2 separate regions of the Rattus norvegicus genome follow, and region 1 is linked to region 2. Evidence: chromatin contacts called from public Hi-C data. All regions are on one chromosome and are shown on one strand. The core of a region is the stretch at or near the end of the contact, and the rest is flanking DNA. Distances in the headings are between cores, read along the strand shown.

Evidence for each region. A called contact is a pair of places that touch in the nucleus more often than the background predicts.
Region 1: a Hi-C map of the A7r5 cell line shows a contact between it and region 2, with 6 times the contacts expected there. The contact joins two enhancer-like sites. A contact is called at or near these places in 3 of 12 Hi-C or Micro-C datasets (the A7r5 cell line, the Rat2 cell line and Schwann cells).

Annotation. Positions count from the first base shown.
Region 1 is chr9:48,494,760-48,498,205 of GRCr8, forward strand. No RefSeq gene overlaps it. Among named protein-coding and RNA genes, the nearest start is that of Lonrf2, 70 kb to the right of the region's middle. Within about 2 kb of position 1,447, at least 6 of the 93 cell types and tissues checked have an H3K27ac peak or open chromatin away from gene starts, as enhancers often do. A contact at or near this core is called in the A7r5 cell line, where this site is marked.
Region 2 is chr9:47,993,987-47,997,554 of GRCr8, forward strand. All of the region lies in intron 9 of Aff3 (ALF transcription elongation factor 3), which reads right to left. Among named protein-coding and RNA genes, the nearest start is that of Trnat-agu33, 68 kb to the left of the region's middle. Within about 2 kb of position 1,750, at least 9 of the 93 cell types and tissues checked have an H3K27ac peak or open chromatin away from gene starts, as enhancers often do. A contact at or near this core is called in the A7r5 cell line, where this site is marked.

The DNA.
Region 1 (3,446 bases), core at 197-2,696, 500 kb after region 2:
GGGCAAGCGGCAGCAAGGTCGCCGGCTCTGTGGCTGAAGAGAGCTAAGAGTCTCACAATAGTGGCTGACATTCTCTGTGCCAGAGTCTGCTTAGTGTTCATTATTTCACCATAACTCTCCGAGGTGGTGAATACCCTCATTTTATACTTAAGAAAACCCAAGACCCAGGGAGGTTAAGCAACCTATCTGAGCACACACAGCTAGTTAGGATTAGCGTTGAGACAACAAAGGCCAAAGCCTTCCACTCTTAGAGCCTCAAGGCGAGCAAGCACATACACATGCTACATCTACGGTTCTCCTTCCTGGCTCTCAAGGGTCAACACAACCATCAAGTCTTTTAAAGCAAGTCCCTGTCTCATACAAAAATCCCATTTTCTTGAGTATCAACCTAGCTTTATCTAACCTCCATCTTTAAGCTGGCTTGCAGGGAGCAGAAGGGCTCTGGTCTATGGGAGAACATTCAGGGTGCCCCCCCTTCCCCGGAATGTCTGTCTGTGTAAGACTAAACCGAGCTGTATAAATCTTGTCCAGGAAAAGAAAAGAACGGTTGTGCGGGAGTTCCAGCTGCTGGGACCCAGGGCGCACAACCCTGGGAGATCAGAGGGGAGCCAGACCGATTGATTCCCGGCCCAGAGCGCCCTGTGTGAAGCAAACCCTCCTCAGATTTCTAAGGTTTCCAGGAGGGCAGGTTGGCTGGGAGCCTTGTAGTGCCGAGGAGACTGAGGATGCATTCTGCCATGTGGTTCCAAAGATAAAGTTGAGGGCAACAGACTGGATAACAAGCTAGACTCCCTTCTACTTCTGATAAGATAGAGGGCCTCTGTCTTTGAACGTGTTATTAATACTCCGCTCAGTTCTGTGGCCAGTGGGAGATCTGTGAGCCCGTTCCTTTCATCAGGAGAAGCTAGGGCTTCCTCAGGTCTATGGGAGGGGGGTTATAGACAGAACCCAGGGCCCAGGATATCACTCAACATCTGGGTTCTTTCTTGGGCTCCTGGGAGTGGGGGGGGGCAAGCCCCAGCATAGCCTTGAGGCTTCTGCCACAAATGTCTCCCTAGCTATGTAACCAGGTTTAATAAAACATGGATATTGTATAATAAATACTGCATTTTCATGAATCTGCCCGTGAGATCAAGTGCTGTGCTAGAAAATATTATGAAATATGTATCACAGTCTCTTACAGCCTCCTCAGAGCATTTTATATAAATCGCTACCTGTCAGAAGAGTTTGTGGAGAGAACCGGGGACTCGATGGAAGGCCCACAGCTTTTCTCAGTTGCTGTGAGATATTAATATATTATCATAACGTTTTTAAAAATGCAAATCCGCCCCTGGTATTCATATGCTCTGAATGGCACCCTAAGAAACACGCCTTCCAGCCACTTGAGCAATCACCGCTCCTGCCCCAGCCCTGCTCCCTGAAGGTCCCCTTGGCAAATAGCAGCTAAAACACTGCTCGACAGTGCCCTCTACTGGCGGGGAATGAGAACTCGCTACCTCCGCTCCGAGGCTCTCTTTTTCCAAGGGTCTGGGCCACTTTCTCTCATCATCTCCCTCCTTACCTCGCCTTGTTTTCATGTACTGGAACTCGTTCTGTAGACCTAGTTAAGGGTGTCACGGACCCTCTTCCTCACACGTCCCCGTCTGCATCCTCTTTGCATTCTCCTTTTTTGCTTTCTTGCGACTCATTTCCAGCCCTTGCCTTTCCATTTAGAAGCCAAACACCAACAAACCTCAGGAATTTTTTTATGCGAATTTCGTGTTGGTGATGTGAGAGCAAAACCTGTGCCTGTCTTTTGCCACGGAGGGAAAAGCAGCATCGCTTTGGTGCCCTCGGTTTCCGAAGCTCTGGGGAGTTGCTAAATAAGGCTTTTCCCTCTCTCATTCAGCTTCTTCTGAACTGAAACCAACCCACAGCATGGGATGGAGACACACTTCGAATATACTGCTGTACTCCACTTAATTATTTTTCTGCTGACCTCCATAACAAAACCTGCTTGGCTGCTGCTCCCGGATAACTCACCGAGAACAGGAGGGGTCAAGTTATTTGCCAGCTGGTCAAAAATGTTGCAAGTTGCAAAGTATTCCCGGCGTTCTGTCCATATGTGGCAAATTATGACCTGAGGACTACCCAGATCTCTGCTGAGGCCCACAGGTTTAGGACTTCTCTGTGAACCCCCTAAGTTACAAGCCAGGAACTTCCACAGAAGCCTGGTCTTCGAAAGCATTGTGTGAGTGTGAACCGATTCTGTTAGCCACAGCACGGCCCCCTCAGGCCTTCTTTCTGTCTTGATGCTGAAGTATGGGCAGCTCCTGGGGACGGTCTCACAGGTTTTTCAACTTTATGTATATGCATGACGGTCACACCCCGAGACTAGCAGGGGACTCAGGGAGCCTTCTTTTATTCTCAGGTGAACGGTTCCAAAGTCTCATTCCAGAAAATTCTACCAAGAGTCCAAGGGGTAGAACTTGGGCTCTGAACAGAGCCCCAACTTCAGACCACCTGGGTGATGAAGCCAGCATTCCCGTCTGCCCTTTATCCCTCTCCCTCACCCCTGTTCTATAGGACACCTCGTTGCTGAGTAACTCACATCCTCATCAACCTTTGCCCTGCCATGGGCTCAGAATGCTGCTCCCGTATGCCGTAGGCAACTAGGAGGAAGGTGTCTCATTGGAGCAGCAATCTGACAGCCTGACCATGGATTCATTCTGCTTCAATGGTCATCCAAACTAGACATTCATGGGTGACAAACCTCTAGGTTCTCCATTCATACATATTTCCATGAAAACAGTGGATGAATCTTCACGGCTGTCCTAGGATGAAGGCAGTTTATCATCTAGGTAACTTAAATGCAACTACATAAAAATAGCATATATTTTATACACATATATGCCATATATGAATATATTACATATAAGACTATGTTAAGAGATATGTATATATATGTGTGTATATATGGCATCTTATATATCTGATGTGTTTGTGTGTGTGTGTGTGTGTGTGTGTGTGTGTGTGTGTGTGTATCTGATGTGTTTTGGTTTTTGGCAACTGTATTACATGGTAAATAACATCCTGTTATCATGTCGGAAAGTTGGACCCACTCGGGAGGCAATTCAGAGACATTCTAACAGTAATATTTAGTTACCCACATTACCAAGCACTGGATCATCTTTAACTGCATGGGGAGAAGAAAGCCCATCATCCCTTGGTTTTCTCTCTTCTAGATTTTCCTATCCTAGAGAATGTGCACAGAGATGTCCTTTCTAGAACCAAAGTTGAGCTTCAGAAATTTGTTGACCGGAATATGGAGAAAGCTTAGCTCCTTCCAACGCTCTGGAAACTACCTTTCTCTGCTTGGAATGTGGCTCCCCCTACAGGTTGCCCACCTCTGATCATCCCTGAAACCTGGCTCTGATTCTGAGGTTGGGGCTGACCTGCTAAGGAAA
Region 2 (3,568 bases), core at 500-2,999:
GACCTTGTGGGTAAGTGTGGTCTGTGACCATCCACACTTCAGTTCTTCCTGAAATGTCTGCACTTTGGGGGTAGGTGACTTATGGGGCCCTTGTTCACCCTGTGGAAGGTGCGGGTTGTACTCAGAGATCCTCCTGAGTTAGGTTCCATGAATCTAAGAAATAAATTTGTTTCTCTCATCCCACAATGAAGAAATTTTTTTATTTGATCAATATAATTTGGAAACACAACTGTAACTGAACATGTGCACTTTTGGGACATTGTTTCCTGTCCACGGGGCAGAGGAGTTATTTATATTGTATTAGGTATTCTAAGTGCTCTAGGCGAGATTGAAAGTTATGGGAAGATGTGAGTTGGTTACATGTAAATCCAATGCCATTCTATAGAAGGGGCTAGAGCGCCCCCAGATTCTATAGAAGGGGCTAGACCATCCCCAGATTCTACAGAAGGGGCTAGAGTGCCCACAGATTCTATAGAAGGGGCTAGAGTGCCCATAGATTCTATAGAAGGGGCTAGAGCATCCACAGATTCTATAGAAGGGGCTAGAGCGCCTCCAGATTCTAAAGAAGGGGCTAGAGCATCCCCAGATTCTATAGAAGGGGCTAGAGTGTCCCCAGAGTCTATAGAAGGGGCTAGAGTGTCCCCAGAGTCTATAGAAGGGGCTAGAGTGTCCTCAGAGTCTATAGAAGGGACTAGAGTGTCCCCAGATTCTATAGAAGGGACTAGAGTGTCCCCAGATTCTATAGAAGGGGCTAGAGTGTCCCCAGATTCTGTAGAAGGGACTAGAGTGTCCCCAGATTCTATAGAAGGGGCTACAGTGTCTCCAGATTCTATAGAAGGGGCTAGACCATCTCCAGAATCTATAGAAGGGGCTAGAGTGTCCCCAGATTCTATAAAAGGGACTAGAGCATCCCCAGATTCTATAGAATGGGCTAGAGCATCCACAGATTCTATAGAAGGGGCTAGAGTGTTCCCAGATTCTGTAGAAGGGGCTAGAGTGTCCCCAGATTCTATAGAAGGGGCTAGAGTGTCCCCAGATTCTATAGAAGGGGCTAGAGTGCCCACAGATTCTATAGAAGGGGCTAGAGCATCCGCAGATTCTATAGAAGGGGCTAGAGCATCCCCAGATTCTATAGAAGGGGCTAGAGTGCTCACAGATTCTATAGAAGGGGCTAGAGCATCCCCAGATTCTATAGAAGGGGCTAGAGTGCCCACAGATTTTAGACTCAGAGAAAGGTCCTAGAACCTGTCCCTGGACATCAAGGAACAACTTTATTTTTCGACAACAAGGCAATAGAGCTTCTAAATGTTTAAGTAACTCATATGGGTAAATAAATGGAGACACAAAGATGTCACAATGAAGCCTGCAAACCAGGCCAAGCACTCTTCCTAAGGCTTTCCTCAAATGTTGTTACCTTGTGACTATGGTGGCAGAAGAGGCTTTAGCTTTTAAAAATCAATTTAGATCTACAGAAGTCAGCCCAGTCTGAAGGGAGGTCTGCCCTTGTGAGTCAGTGGTAGGTCACACAGGCAGGAGTCACCGATAGCAGCAAAGATGTTGATATGCAAGATAAAACTAAACTTTAAAAAATTGAGGCCAGAGAGTAAACTCTAGCCAAAGATGCTGAGAAGTTGGACTTTAGAGTCTTGATTCCCAAAGAGTTGCAGGCAGCTGTGAGCACCACATGGTGGCATTACAGTAGAGTGGGATGCGGTGACTAAACCTATGACATGAACAGGATGTGGGTATGCATCTGTGTAGGAGAGCGTGTGCCATGGTATGCACACCACAGAGGGAAGCTTGAAGGAGGTGTTTCCTCTCTTTCTACCCCGTGGTTCTAGGGTTTGAACTCAGATCATCAGGCTTGGTGACACACTTAAATTCTCTGAGCCAGCTGGAGACAACAACTTATCATTATCATAGCATGACACTAAGTACAAGGACCAGGAGATTCGAAGATACTGCCTAATGGGCTCCTCCTTTCACAAAGGGAGAGGCTTGACCAGAGGCAGATCTGTCTGGTGTTACCCACACATTCTCTCCCATGGACTGTTCCCTTTCTGGAAGCCAGGGGAAAGCCGACAATTGTTGACACGTGCTGACTCTCGGGGTCATTGAGTAGAACCACCCACCACCACAGAGCTGCCTCCCAGGGCTGGCTCCTTTCCATTGGCCGTTTAAAGCATCTGTGTCATTACATCCACGCCTTGGTGCTTCCAAATCTTCATACTCTGGCTCAGGCACTTACCTCATTTTTTAGGCAAACCCAGCATGCTCACAAGAGGGGCTTGGCTATAAACTTTGCAACTTAACATTGGACTACCTAACTTCCCACAAGTATCAGCATCTTTCTTTTTTAAACCAGGTTATTTTTCTTTATAAAGATTTATTATGTCACACAAGTACATCATCACTGTCTTTAGTCACACCAGAAGAGGGCATCAGATCCAGTTACAGATGGCTGTGAGCCACCATGAACTTCCAGCTCCAAGAATCATTGTCTTTGAGGGGCCTGAGAAACAGCTACACCATAGCCATTCTTTGAGGAGCCTGAGAAATGGCTACACCATAGCCATTCTTTGAGGAACCTGAGAAATGGCTACACTGTAGCCTGTGCCCACTTTCCTGAGATCCCTTGGGTTACAGGCAGAAACAACAGCCTGTAACAAGTGCACACTGCTCTCCAACTTAGCTCCATCCTGCCGAAGGTCTGCTGACCCAATCGGAGTCCTCTTTAGGGTGTAACGACACCGCTTCATGGGGCAGAGCCTTTAATTGGCTGGGTTTCCTGGCCATACTTGTCATTTCAGGCTCGTTGAAGACGTCTCAGTCTTTTATTTAAAGTTCATTTCATTTCGCTCCCTACTAATGGCGTTAAAACAAATGTGAGTTTTAATCACGCTGTTTGATTTTCAGATTTGTTTCTACAGCAGGAGCTGCTACAAATAGCCATCTCCGCCTATTTGAGATCTGTGAATTCATTATGTCTATGTCTGTTCAGAGACAGTGTATGAATCGTCATGAAATAGATTTGCATATGCAAATGTCCACTCTAGCAACTAGTATTTCACACTGGCCTGCGTCTTAGGGTTTACATGGTGGTCATGAAACACCATGAGCAAAAGCAGCTAAGGGGGGAGAGGGTTTGTGCATCTTACCGCCTGTAGTCCATCAAGCAGAGAAGTCAGGCCAGGGATTCAAGGTAGAAACCTGGAGGCGGGACCTGATGTAGAGGCCATGGAAGGGTTCCTGCGGTCTGCTTAGTGTACTTTTAAATATCACCTTGGATACGGACCCAGGGGTGGTGCCTCCTATAGTCAGCTAGACCCTCCCACATCAATCATAAAGAAAGAAAGTGCCCCCAAAGACTTTCCCAGAGGCCAATCAGGTGGGGACATTTTCTCCTTGGAGATTCCTTCTTCTTCACAAGCGACTCTAACTTGTGTTAAGTTGACATAAAACCAGTTAGTGCAACTTGCAATCGATACCTGCTGGGAATGGGAAAAAATCATTTTTCTCTAATGGAGTGTCCCTGGATGTATCAACACACATCCCAGAGCAGGCAGGC